3 separate regions of the Sus scrofa genome follow, and all the other regions are linked to region 3. Evidence: chromatin contacts called from public Hi-C data. All regions are on one chromosome and are shown on one strand. The core of a region is the stretch at or near the end of the contact, and the rest is flanking DNA. Distances in the headings are between cores, read along the strand shown.

Region 1 (4,508 bases), core at 637-3,136, 53 kb after region 3:
TTCTTTATTCGTGAGGATGAAGCTGTCAACCAAAATATTAATCAATGGTCAATCTAAGAAATAAATGAAAAATTTTTTCAAACCAACCTGAAGACTATAAACTGGGAGACAGTCTTTCCTAAATCTCTGAGGACTGTTCCAAAGCTCTAAGAGGAGAAGCTAGGGCTGATGTGGTTTTGACAAAGAGACTTGGGCAATCAAGCCTACATCACGGTGGCAGGTTTACTGGCATTCTCCAGCAATAGACACCTTAGTCAGTGGTTCTAGTGATTTCTTTTTGTTTGTTTGTTTTTTGTCTTTTTGCTTTTTCTAGGGCCGCTCCCTCGGCATATGGAGGTTCCCAGGCTAGGGGTCTAGTCAGAGTTGTAGCCACTGGCCTACGCCACAGCCACAGCAACACCAGATCCGAGCCGCGTCTGCAACCTACACCACAGCTCATGGCAACACCAGATCCTTAACCCACTGAGCAAGGCCAGGGATCGAATCTGCAACCTCATGGTTCCTAGTCAGATTCGTTAACCACTGCGCCATGATGGGAACTCCGGTCCTAGTGATTTCTAAGTATGGGAAGATGCAAGGAAGAGTTTCATAAAATTTTCTTCTGAGGGTCATTCTGCCAGTTTTCCCAGAGCACAAAGTGCCTCATCCTGTTCCTAAACTCCTTTCAGGGTGTACTCTAGGTCACTGACTGCAGTGGCTAATGACTTGATTCTTAAAGAACTGGAGAGTGGGCATTATTATTTATTTAGTTTTTTTGGCTGCAGTGTGCAGCAAATTGGTGTGGGATCTCAGTTCCAGAGCAGGGATCGAAACTGGGCCACACCAGTGAAAGCACTAGTCCTAAGCACTAGGCCACAAGGGAACTCCCAACATTACTTTTTTGGCCATACCCACAGCATGTGGAATTTCCTGAGGTGGACTGAACTGCGCCACAGCAGCAACCCAAGCACCTGCAGTGATAACGCCAGATCCTTAATCCACTGTGCCACAAAAGAACTCAGTCTAGAGTTAAACTATTACAATCATTGATCTTACATATATATATGTACACACACACACACACACACATATATATATATACACACACACACATATCCATATGCCAGGGGGGTGGCCCTAAAAAAAGCATAAATCAATAAAAACAAAAGCTATTAAAAAATAATATTCATATGCAGTTTTCTTTCTTTGTTGTCTTTTTAGGGCCGCCCCCATGGCATATAGAAGTTCCCAGGCTAGGGCTCAAATCAGAGCTACAGCTGCTGGCCTACCCCATAGCAACACCAAATCCAAGCCATGTCTGTGACCTATACCACAGCTCACGGGCGACACGGGGCTCCTTAACCCACTGAATGAGGCCAGGGACAGAACACGCATCCTCAAGGATACTGGTCAGATTGGTTACCGCTGAACCACGACAGGAACTCCTCACATGCAGTTTTGTACATATTTTAGTGCTGTTAAAAAAATACACTAAATTCAGACATTTACTATGACCTCATTAATAACATGGGAACGCTATGGACAACTGAGGATATAAGCATTTATCCTTGACTTTTGGAGAAAACAAAAATTACCACCCCGCCAAAAACGGTTCCTGCCCTACTCCTTCCCCACTCCCATCTTCACTGCCATCCTGTTCAAATCTGCCACTGAAGCATCATAGGCACCTTTAGAACCCGCCCCCCTTCAAGGCCTATAAAGAACTACAACTCCCCGGAGCTTGAAGGTCGGAGCCTTTCTCCCCGCCGCCCCAGTCCCGGAGACTGCATTTCCCAGAAACCCCTGTGACTGGGTCGGAGCCGGCACTTCCCGGGAGCCCCCTGGCGGCGCACTTTGACGGGGCTTCAGTTCCCGGCGGCCCTCGCGGCAGGTTCCGGGAGTAAGGGCAGTTCGTGATGGCGGGGGCTGGTTCCGCCGCTGTGTCCGGGGCCGGGACCCCAGTGGCGGGGCCTGCAGGCCGCGACCTCTTCGCCGAGGGGCTCCTCGAGTTCCTGCGACCCGCTGTGCAGCAGCTCGACTCTCACGTCCACGCTGTCAGGTGCAGGAGAGGGGAGGTCGGGGCGATGACGCTCCTCCGTTTGGCTCTGTAGGGGCGGGGCTAAGACAGGGCGGAGACTCTTCAAGCGCAGCCTGGAGTTCAGGTGGGAGTAAGGATAAATTGGTTAACTGATTGGGGCAGGGCAGAACTGCGGAAGACCGGCAGGTGGAGAGAGAGGCGGGCTTCTCTTAGCATTCGAGGAACCCGGGAGTGGGTTTCGTAAGTTCCAGTAACTGAAGGCCTTGTACCCCTTTGCAGAGAGAGCCAAGTAGAGCTCCGGGAACAAATTGACAACCTAGCTACCGGTAAGCATCCCTGCATACCCGGGGTACTACAGCTCTTCAGGAATTTTGCCAACCTCTTTGCTGCCAGTGGACTTTGTTAAGTTTCTCTTGACTGTTCTGATGTGAACAAGTGTTTTCCAAAGCATTTACTAGCTCACTAGCCCCAGGAGCAAGAAACGGGCCATTACGTGTTTAGTTGCGCTTTCCTTCCATCCCCAGAGCTGTGCCGCATAAATGAGGATCAGAAAGTGGCTCTGGATCTCGACCCCTATGTAAAGAAGCTCCTTAATGCTCGGCGACGAGTCGTCTTGGTCAATAACATCCTACAGAATGCCCAGGTAAAGGAATTTCCTGCCAACAGTGATTCCTTGTTCTGCTTTTTAAGTTCTCAGAGTATTCTCCTCCAGTTTTTTTTTTTTTTTTTTTTTTTTTTTGCCTTTTAGGGCTGGACCTGTGGCATATGTAAGTTCCCAGGCTAGAGGTTGAATTGGAGCTATAGCTGCTGGCTTACATCACAGCTCATGGCCAGATCCTTAATCCACTGAGCAAGGCCAGGATCCAACCTTTATTCTCATGGATACTAGCTGGGTTCATAACCTGCTGAGCCACAAAAGGAACTCCTCTTCTCCAGGGGTATCATGAAATGCTTAACACAGTTCACCATAATTTTTAGTCTTTGGGGAAAGGGAGTTGCCAGCTAATGTCAGCCATAATAGAACTTACTGTATTTATTCTCAGTACCCAGTTGCTGTCATTTATGTTCTTACATACATATACATTAGACTTACATCGAGATGAAGCAAGCCTAAGATATTTTCCAGCACCTTAATAGTGAACTCTAAATCTTTCCAGAATAGTTATTTGATCCAAAATATTGTTTTGTAGGAACGGCTGAGGCGGCTAAACCACAGTGTTGCCAAGGAAACAGCCCGAAGGAGGGCAATGCTGGATTCAGGCGTTTATCCTCCTGGTTCCCCAAGCAAGTAACAGGCCAAAAGGTGGGGCCCATGGCCACAGAACAGCACAAATACTATTCTCTGGCTGCCTGTTTCCTCCAGGACTCCCTGTAGGTGTTGGGACATCAAAAAGGCAGCCCTCTGGCTTGCATTTGAAGCACTTAAAGTCTTACCCATTTTTGTGGGGCCCAAAGAAACCCATGTGTGGCAGGACTCAGGATCCCAAAGGATTTATTATGGCTCTTGCTTCCAAGAATGAGCTGAGGCTTCTACACATTTTTTTTCCCCAGCTACATACTCATCAGGCCCACCTCTTCTACCATCTTCAAGCCTCATTAACAATGGAGAGGCTTCCTCTGCTACACGCCAGGTTATTGGGGCGCCTGCAGTATCCTCTACGTGGGACTTCCAATTTTCCTTTGTTTGCACTGAGGATTTAGAGAAAAGGGTAGGCAAAGTCAAGGTGAATGACCCATCTACCCTCTTCTGTTGACCACATCGGCTAGACTACTACTGTAGCAGTTACTAGAACCATTTAATTCAATAAATGCTTAAACAGTGTTCCAGTTTACTCTGGTATATGAAAAGGTTCCAAGAGTCTTCTACTTTAATTCAAATACAGCTTTCAAATTGAGATCTAATGTTCACAATGAAAAGACTGAAGTATCATTTTCAATGAAGAGTACAGAAAGCAAGAGACGGCCAGATACCAAGGAAAAACAAGACCAAGAGCCCTACTAGGAAGTACTTTTAATCTTTTTTCTTAGAAAAAAAAAAAAAAAAAAAATCCAGACACTAACAGTTTGCAATATTTCAACAACAAAGTACAGTTGAGAGAGGTTTCAAGGAGCTGGGGATTCTAGAGTATTAGGGAAGAAAAGTTGGTATCCTGCTTTACTATAGAAGGATGGCATAGGTCCTAAATGGGAGACCAGTACCAGAACCCAGTGGAATGACACTTCCTTCTATAGTCTTTTTATCTTCCTTCCTGTCTCCCCAGTCCTTCAGAAATGTCACCACATAAAGCCGAGTAGCAGTTAGCTTAGGCTCCAGTCTTCCCCTTGGCTAAGAAAGGGGATTAAGAGACAAGGTCACTCCTGAGTCTCCATGCTTTCCTCTTCCTCTCCTTGAGGTGTCTCTTCTGTATTCTCTTCCTCTTCCTCTCCTTCCTTCTTCTCTGGTGGCTTTTCATAAGCCTTTTCTGAAGGTGTCACTATCACCCCATCCCAG
Region 2 (4,511 bases), core at 1,275-3,774, 35 kb after region 3:
AGGGACAAGATCCCCCAGGTGTCCTCTCCTCCTCCTGGGGAGCCCTGTCTCCAGAGAAAACGTCACACTTTCCACTTTCCCTTCCCACCACCACCTCCCAGTGGCAAGGCTGATTCTGCAGAGAAGTACAAGGAACCCAACTCGAGGTAACAGAGAGAAGCCAAAGTGACAAGTTCAGGGGAGAACAGAGTGGCAGGACCAGGAGAGGCCCCCAGGCTGTTGACAGGAAACTCAGGGGCAGTGAGACACTCCTTCCCCGTGAACCTCGGGCTCCCCACTCAGACTGCCATCCTCTCCACCAGGCCGACCGAGGGCACCAGATTGATCCTTGCTCAGGGAGGGCAGCCGAGTCAAGGCTATAGCGGGGAGCCCAGCCCACCATCCCCAACAGCATACCTTGGCTGTGCTAGGCAGGAAAGTCCAGGGTAAAAATAGAGCCAGACGAAGCCAGGCTGGGTCCTGTGACCACCCCGCCTGCCTGCCCTACCCTCCCCAATGTCTGCGCAGGCAGCCAGGAGCCACCACAAAGTCCATGGCAGGCCTCTAGAGCCAGCCCAGCTCCAGCTGCTCTATCTTGCTGCCCTAAGCCCTGACTCCCTCTGACTGGGGTGTGGACTGAAGGGCACAGAGAAGGAGTCTAGACTTAGGTCTGTTTGTGTAACATCTCAGGAAAGATCCATTGTGGTGGGGCTCCAACCTCATAGCTCTTCAAGCTGTAGGACCCTCGCCCTGACCCCAAAACCCCAGGCATGGTCCGAAGCTCACTTCCATGGTGGGACGTGGGTAGGTGAGCTGCACGATGGGCTCGGAACTGGAGACAGCGATGGAGACTCTCATCAATGTGTTCCACGCCCACTCGGGCAAGGAGGGGGACAAGTACAAGCTGAGCAAGAAGGAGCTGAAAGAGCTGCTGCAGACGGAGCTCTCTGGCTTCCTGGACGTGAGCACAGGGTGGGGGTACAGGGTGGAGTGGGCGAAGGGTGGGGGAACAAAGTGGGCACCTCCCTGCCATCTCTCCATCCACCCCAGCTCAGCCCATCCATCTCCTTCCTCTCCCAGGCTACCCGACTCCTCCTGGTTCAAGTCAAAATGCCCAGATTTATTGATGACCTGTTAAGTGCTAGGCCCTATGTAGACGCATCATTAACAAAGCTCACAGTCTAGAAGGGAAAGCCTGACACTTGAAGGTAAATCTTGGGAGTTCCCATTGGGACTCAGCAGGAAAGAACCCACCTAGTAACCTCGAGGACGCAGGTTTCAATCCCTGGCCTCACTCAATGGGTTAAGGAGCCAGCACTGCCGTCAGCTGTGGTGTAGGTCACAGACAACACAGCTCGGATCCTGAGTTGCTGTGGCTGTGACGGAGGCCAGCAGCTGTAGCTATGATTCAACCCCTAGCCTGGGAATTTCCATGTGCCGCAAGTTCGGCCCTAAATTTTAAAAAATAATAATAAAGAAAAAAGAAAAGAAAGTGAATCTTGAATCTCAGGAAGCACCCAGGACCTTAACAGAGATGCCAGAAATGACTACGGGAGAACATTAACCGGACTGAAGTGGGATGGCTTCTCCAAAGAGGGGGCACTTGAGCCAGAGATTTCCACGGGAAGATTAGGGCAAATGCAGACATTTTAGGAGAAGGTACAGTATCTGAACAAGGGCATGGGAGAAAGAAGATGAAGCATGCTCGGTAGTTTTGACTGAAGGATGCAGAAAAGGAGAAGCCAGTCGAAAGTGTACCAGCGCTGAGATTTCATGAGAACGGGATTCAAATTCTGGTGCTGCCACTTTCTTGCTGTGTGACTTTGGGCACGTTATTTAACCACCAACTGTCAATTTCTTTCTTCTCTAGAGTGGGAATAATGAAGCCTAGTTCATGCTATGTGTGTTAGAATTAAATTAGACAATACTTGTAAAGCTCCTGGTGCAGTGCTTGTCACATTGTAGGCACTCAACATATGGGAATTGTTTTTATTACTCTGCCCTGTTAAGGAGCTGATCTGTAGGCAACAGGAAACCACAAGTGTCTTGTTAGTTTAGAGAAGGGCAGAAAGAGTCCCATAATTAGCAGTTCCCATTGTGGCTCAGCAGTAACAAACCCAACTAGTAGCCATGAGGATGTGGGTTCGATCCCTGGCCTCATTCAGTGGGTTAAGGATCCAGAGTTGCAGTGAGCTGTAGGTCACAGACGCGGCTCAGATGTGGCGTTTTCTGCGGCTGTGGCGTAGGCTGGCAGCTGCAGCTCCAGTTCAGTCGATAGCCTGGGAACCTCCATATGCCATGGATGCGGCCCTAAAAAAAAAAAAAAAAAGAAAAGTCTCATAATGAGACATAATTCTCCCTCTTGCTCATCTCTGCCTCCTCCTCTCCAGTCAAGCAAGTCCCATGCCCCTGACTCTGTGATATTCATCTCCCTGTCCACCTACCTCACCATTTCTTCGCTTCACAGGCCCAGAAGGATGCGGATGCTGTGGACAAGGTGATGAAGGAGCTCGACGAGAATGGAGATGGGGAGGTGGACTTCCAGGAGTACGTGGTGCTGGTGGCTGCCCTCACAGTGGCCTGTAACAACTTCTTCTGGGAGAACAGTTGAGCAGATGGTCCCATTGGGCAGCGCCCTTCCCCTCCACCCTGCCATACCTGCCTCTTCACCCTGCTTCCCCTTCATCCCGCTGTTCCCTCCCCACCTTCTCACCCTTGCCTACCCTCCAACAGGGGCGCAAGAGTAGTGGGCCAGGCCTGCAACTCATCTTTCATTAAAGGCTCCTCTCTCACCAGCCACCAGCTGCTGTCTCTGGTCCTTCAGGGTTTGGAAATGGGTGGGGAAGTGAAGGCTGTTCACTCCCAAATTGCTTTATTTGGGGAGGGATCTTATTTTGGAGAAAGATCAAGGAACCATTACATCTTCCTACTTAAGGAATGCTCAAGGCCCAGAAAGGTAGAGGCTCAAGGTTCCAGCTGGAAGTGGCAGAGACATCAGCTTTTCAGCTTTGAAGCCAGAAAAATTGCCCTTCAACTTTCGAAGAATATGTGCTGAAGACCTACCCCGTGCTAGACATTGTGTGGAAACTGGGAATACAGCAGTGAGCAAAACAAACACAACCCTCACTGTCACATAGGTGAAGTCCAGTAAAGGGTGCCAAACCATTAAACATACACGTATAAATGCTAGGAAGGAAAATGAAAGGATCTCATGCGCCTTTAAGAGAGTGGAGGTGGAACTGAGGACATGTTCATTCACTCATTCTTCCAACATCTGAGCCTTTTTTTTTTTTTGGTCTTTTTTTGCTATTTCTTGGGCCGCTCCCACGGCATATGGAGGTTCCCAGGCTAGGGGTTGAATCAGAGGTGCAGCCACCTGGCCTACGCCAGAGCCACAGCAACGCTGGATCCGAGCCGCGTCTGCAACCTACACCACAGCTCACAGCAATGCCGGATCGTTAACCCACTGAGCAAGGCTAGGGATCGAACCCGCAACCTCATGGTTCCTAGTTGGGTTCCTTAACCACTGCGCCACGACGGGAACTCCCATCTGAGCCTTTTATTGTGTGCCCAGGTATAAGGAAAATGCCATATAGGTCTGCATCAAAATCCACATGGAAGCTAGATGGAGGGAGAAGACATTGGAATAGGTTGCGGGGACGCAAAGCTTCCCCCAAATAAGAATTTAACAATCTTCAGGCCAAATTGGGAAGGGAAGTGAAGAGAAAAATATGGACGGGCAGTGGTGCGTGGTGCAGGATCCAGTGAGGTGTGCTCCCTGCACTGGTCCCCAGGTGCGTTTATGGCAACCCACAACTCTAAAAGGGGCGTATGCTGAGGGGGGAGCCAGCGCAAATTACACCGGCCCGGTGGCTCTCGGAAGAAAGACCGAGTCATGTCGCGTAAAGAATTTTAGTCGGTCTGCCTTAGCTTTAGGGGTGGAGGGACCCGCAATGAAATACGAACTTCTTTTCTTAAGAGGACCAAATCCGCCTTGAACGTCCCAAATCACCAACTTGCAGCCGCCTTAAAACCCAAGAGAGAATATATTGGCCACGCCCCTTCCCGGGTGGGGCTCGGAGTGTAATACAGCCTAAAGCCCCGCCTTTTCCCTGGAGCTCCGCCTCATCCCCCGCGCAGGCGTAACACAAATTTTCCCGCCTCCTGCGCTGTGCGCAGACCTGACGTCTGACGTAATGGCGTCGACGCCATTTTAGCCGGTCCCATTCCGCACTGGGCGTGGCGGCCATTTTGTTTTGGAGAGCGAGCGGGAGTTGGCGGCAGCGGCTGTGGTGAAAGGCAGGAAAGGGCACGCCGGGCGAGCAGGCGAACCGGCCGACCGGACAGCCACCCAGCATCAACGAACTAACCTAGCATTCTACCGTTTAACACATACAACCAACCGCCCACCAAGTTAATCCGAGCCCCTCCACCGTCAACTCAGGTTCGGCCGGCCCCCGGCCAGCCTGTCGCAGCCGTGGTGGCAACCCCGGGAGGAGCACTGGCGTCCGTTTCCTTCGGTACGTTTCTGT
Region 3 (4,137 bases), core at 395-2,894:
TCATGTGCCTAAAAATACTAAGATAATGAAATAAAATAAAATAAAATAAAATGTAAAATAAAATAATTAATGAGAAAAGTAAAAAAAAAAAAAAAAAGCGATCAAGGAAGTTTCCACTGAGTGGGTGACATTTGATCAATTTGATCAAAGAACTGAAAGTAGCTGAGGGAAGGGCCAGGTGAATATCTGGGGAAGAGAATTCTGCTCTATCACCCAAAGAAGGGGTCATGGGAATCTCTGATTTCTAAACAGACATTTTTTTTTTGGCCATATGCACAGCGTGCAGGAGTTTCCCAGCCAGGGATCCAATCTGTGCCACAGCAGTGACAATGCCAGATACTTAAACCCTGAGCCACCAGGAAACTCCTGCAGGCATATTTTGATTGGTATCTGAAGTGGGGGTGGGGGTGAGGGGGATGCTTTAGAGGACTGAGCCCTTAACCTGTAGGTCTGACGCTATCTCTAGTAGATCGTATCAGAACTGAGCTTAATTGTACGACACCCAGCTGATGGCAGAGAACTGCTTGGTGTGGGGGAAAAACTCATACCCACTGGACTTGGTGTCAGAATTGCTGGTGACTTTTAGACAGAACCTCTCCTCTTCTTGCTCTTGCTCTCCCTCAGCAAGCTCACCCATGCCCAATGCTTCCATCTCCATCTCCAAGACAAAAAAAAAAAATAAACTTGCCATAGCCACACTCTGACCCCAGCTTTGGATGAGAAAGTGTTTCTTAAAACTTTTTTTTTTTTTGTCTTTTTTGCCATTTCTTGGGCCGCTCCTGTGGCATATTGAGGTTCCCAGGCTAGGGGTCCAATTGGAGCTGTAGCCACAGGCCTACGCCAGAGCCATAGCAACGCAGGATCCGAGCCACGTCTGCAACCTACACCACAGCTCACGGCAACGCTGGATCCTTAACCCATTGAGCAAGGCCAGGGATCGGACCCGCAACCTCACGGTTTCTAGTCGGATTCGTTCACCACTGAGCCACATCGGGAACTCCTCTTAAAATTTTGACCCTGGATAACCATAAATGAATGTTTTATTTTCCAAAAGGAATTTTGCTAGGAATCGAAAGGGAAAGAGAAACCAACTATACAGGAAGTACAAAAGCTTATGCAGGTGGTTTTAAATTCCTTACCCCTAATGCGGCCCCATAGACTGTTAGGTCTGGCTACGGATGGGTTGGACGGGCACGACTTATTGGGCTCCCACCACCTCGGTCCCGGTAGTTTAGACACTAGGGCAAGCCAGCGTGAGACCTGACACAGAGGGACAATTCTCAGCTCCACTGAGGGACCTCCCACGGGAACCTGCTTCTGGCCCCTCTCCCTTGCTCTGCTCAGGCTCTGCTCAGGCTCTGCTCAGGCTGTCTGGGCCCTGGACTCCTGGGTGAAGGAGGGCAGCCCGCCCTTCTCTGGCCCCATCCCTCCCCAAGGAGGCCTCCGGCTGAGCTGCCTGACCTCAAAGTGGCTGTTTGTTCCTTTGGGGCTTCTCTGGCTCCAGGCCCTGGAGCCCAGCCTTGCCTGTTGTTAAGTTTCCCTGACCTCCAATAAAGCTCAGCATTCTCCCCAGCACTCTAGGCTTACACTTAGACCCCTCTGGAAACAAGCCTCTCCCTGAGGTCACGCACCCACTCATTTCCTGCCAGCTGTTGCAAATCTTGGAGACGAGGACGTGCGGGTCTCCGGACACGAACCAGGGACAGTGCAGGGAGCTCTATTCTGAGTTGCCTCTGGGATCTCACATGGAAACCCCGCATTTTGGGCTTCAAGGGACCCCCGCCCCCATCGAGGCCTTGGCCCCTGACCTCCACACCTCTCTTCTCCAAGATGCTCTTTGCCCCTTTTCCTCCCTGTTAGGTCTGCCCCTCACCAGCTCCATTCAGCTCACACCTCTTCTGAAGCTGTCCCAGACAGCACAGCCTACCTCCCTGGTGATTCTGCTGCTTTCTAAAAATTTTCTTTACAGTTTGCTACTGTGACCCCCTAAAGGAATTTTGAAGAAAACTATATACTGCTTTGCAGGTATTTTATTTTATTTTATTTTATTTTGTCTTTTTTTTTTTTTTTTTTTTTTTGTCTTTTTGTTGTTGTTGTTGTTGCTATTTCTTGGGCCACTCCCGCGGCACATGGAGGTTCCCAGGCTAGGGGTTGAATCGGAGCTGTAGCCACCCGCCTACGCCAGAGCCACAGCAACACGGGATCCGAGCCGCATCTGCAACCTACACCACAGCTCACGGCAACGCCGAATCGTTAACCCACTGAGCAAGGTCAGGGATCGAACCCACAACCTCATGGTTCCTAGTCGGATTCGTTAACCACTGCGCCACGACAGGAACTCCCTATTTTGTCTTTATTTTTAGGCCGCACCTGCAGCGTTTGGATGTTCCCAGGCTAGAGGTCAAATCAGAGCTGCAGCTGCTGGCCTACACCACAGCTCACAGCAATGCCAGATCCAAGCCATGTTTTCAACCTACACCACAGCTCATGGCAACACCAATCCTTAACCCAATGAGCGAGGGCAGGGATCAAACCAGAATCTTCATGCATGCTAGTCCAGTTTGTTACTGCTGAGCCACTACGAGAACTCCACCTTGCATGTATTTTAAGTTGACAGCTAAGACTTTTCATCATTAGTTTAAACCATTGCAGGGGATATCATTTCTGAAATGTTTTGTATATTGTGACATTTTATTTATTTATTTATTGTGTTTTGTCTTTTCAGGGCCTCTCTCATGGCATGTGGATATTCCCAGGCTAGGGGTCTATCGGAGCTGTTACTGTTGGCCTATGCCACAGCCACAGCAACTCGGGATCTGAGCCTCATCTGCAACCTACACCACAGCTCACAGCAACGCCGGATCCTTAACTCACTAAGCAAGGCCAGGGATCAAACCCACATCCTCATGAATCCTAGTTGGGTTCGTAAACCACTGAGCCACAGAGGAAACGCCCAGAGATTTTTTTTTTTTTTTAAAGATCACAAAATTGACAATGGAAATATAAAGGACCATAATACACTAGTGTGAACAATTATAAGCCAACAAATTGGATAACCTAGAAGAAATGAATGTATTATCAGAAACATACAGCTATCAGAGTTCCCGTCGTGGCTCAGTGGTTAACAAATCCGACTAGGAACCATGAGGTTGAAGGTTCAATCCCTGGCCTTGCTCAGTGGGTTAAGGATCTGGCATTGCCGTCAACTGTGGTCTAGTTTGTAGACGTGGGTCGGATCCCACATTGCTGTGGCTCTGGTGTAGGCTGGCAGCTACAGCTCCAATTAGACCCCTAGCCTGGGAACCTCCATAGACCGAGGGTGCAGCCCTAGAAAAAGACAAAAAAAAAAAAAAGAAAGAAAGAAAGAAAAAAGAAACATACAGCTACCAAGACTGAATCATGTAGAATTAGAAAACCTCAACAGAATTATAATTATTCGGGAGATTGAATCATTCATCAACACCCCCCCCCCCCCAAAGAAAAGTCCAAGACCAGACTGCTTCATGGAGAAGACTACCAAAGTCTTCTTTTTTCTTTTTTGGCTGACCTTCTGCATGCGGAGTTCCTGGGTCAAGGATCAGATACAAGCCACAGTTCCAACCTATGCCACAACTACAGCAACACCAGATCCTAAATCTTTAACCCACTGTACCAGTCCTGGCACTGCAGAGATGCCGCCGATCCCGTCGTACCACAATGGGAACTCCTCTACAAAACATTTAAAGAAAATGAATGCCAATTCTTCTCAAACTCTTCCCAAAAACTTAAGAGGAAGGAACACTTCCAAACACATTCTATGAGGTCAGCATTACTTTGATACCAAAGCCAGACAAAGATAAAGAACAGAGGAAGCATTCCCTAGTGGCCTAGCAGTTGAATACTCAGCACTGTCATTGTTGTGGCTTGGGTCACTGCTGTGGCACAGGGTTAGGTCCCTGGGCCCAGGACTTTCCACATGCAACAGGCGTGGCCAAAAACAAGGAAAGAAAACTGCATACCAATAGCCCTGACGACTAGTGAGTGATGCAAAAATCCTCAACAAAATATTCACAAACTGAATTCAACACCCCATTGAAAAGATAATACACCACGACCAAGTGGGATGTATTCCTGGGATGCAAGAATGGTTAAACTAGG

The links. A called contact is a pair of places that touch in the nucleus more often than the background predicts.
Region 1: a Hi-C map of retroperitoneal adipose tissue shows a contact between it and region 3, with 1.6 times the contacts expected there. The contact joins the promoter of SNAPIN here to the enhancer-like site in region 3. A contact is called at or near these places in 1 of 5 promoter capture datasets (liver) and 7 of 47 Hi-C or Micro-C datasets (alveolar macrophages, embryonic fibroblasts, mesenteric adipose tissue and 3 more).
Region 2: a contact with region 3 is called in a Hi-C map of liver, with 5 times the contacts expected there. The contact joins the promoter of S100A13 here to the enhancer-like site in region 3. A contact is called at or near these places in 1 of 5 promoter capture datasets (liver), 8 of 47 Hi-C or Micro-C datasets (alveolar macrophages, embryonic fibroblasts, heart right ventricle and 5 more) and 1 of 2 datasets of contacts at active chromatin or transcription factors (skeletal muscle).

Annotation. Positions count from the first base shown.
Region 1 is chr4:95,986,855-95,991,362 of Sscrofa11.1, reverse strand. It overlaps SNAPIN (SNAP associated protein), which reads left to right and starts at 1,886. Exons shown (of 4, transcript NM_001243486.1): 1 at 1,886-2,038; 2 at 2,297-2,343; 3 at 2,542-2,660; 4 at 3,208-3,839. The coding sequence starts at 1,896. The coding sequence ends at 3,309. It overlaps ILF2 (interleukin enhancer-binding factor 2), which reads right to left. Exons shown (of 14, transcript XM_005663409.3): 14 at 3,795-4,508. The coding sequence ends at 4,370.
Region 2 is chr4:96,005,293-96,009,803 of Sscrofa11.1, reverse strand. It overlaps S100A13 (protein S100-A13), which reads right to left and starts at 2,524. Exons shown (of 4, transcript XM_021089809.1): 1 at 2,424-2,524. The coding sequence starts at 2,431. S100A1 (protein S100-A1) reads left to right here. Exons shown (of 4, transcript XM_021089808.1): 3 at 788-940; 4 at 2,447-2,778. The coding sequence starts at 800. The coding sequence ends at 2,590. CHTOP (chromatin target of PRMT1) reads left to right here and starts at 4,190. Exons shown (of 6, transcript NM_001243268.1): 1 at 4,190-4,499.
Region 3 is chr4:96,039,973-96,044,109 of Sscrofa11.1, reverse strand. No RefSeq gene overlaps it. Among named protein-coding and RNA genes, the nearest start is that of S100A16, 11 kb to the right of the region's middle. Within about 2 kb of position 1,644, at least 26 of the 83 cell types and tissues checked have an H3K27ac peak or open chromatin away from gene starts, as enhancers often do. A contact at or near this core is called in liver, mesenteric adipose tissue, omental adipose tissue and 2 more, where this site is marked.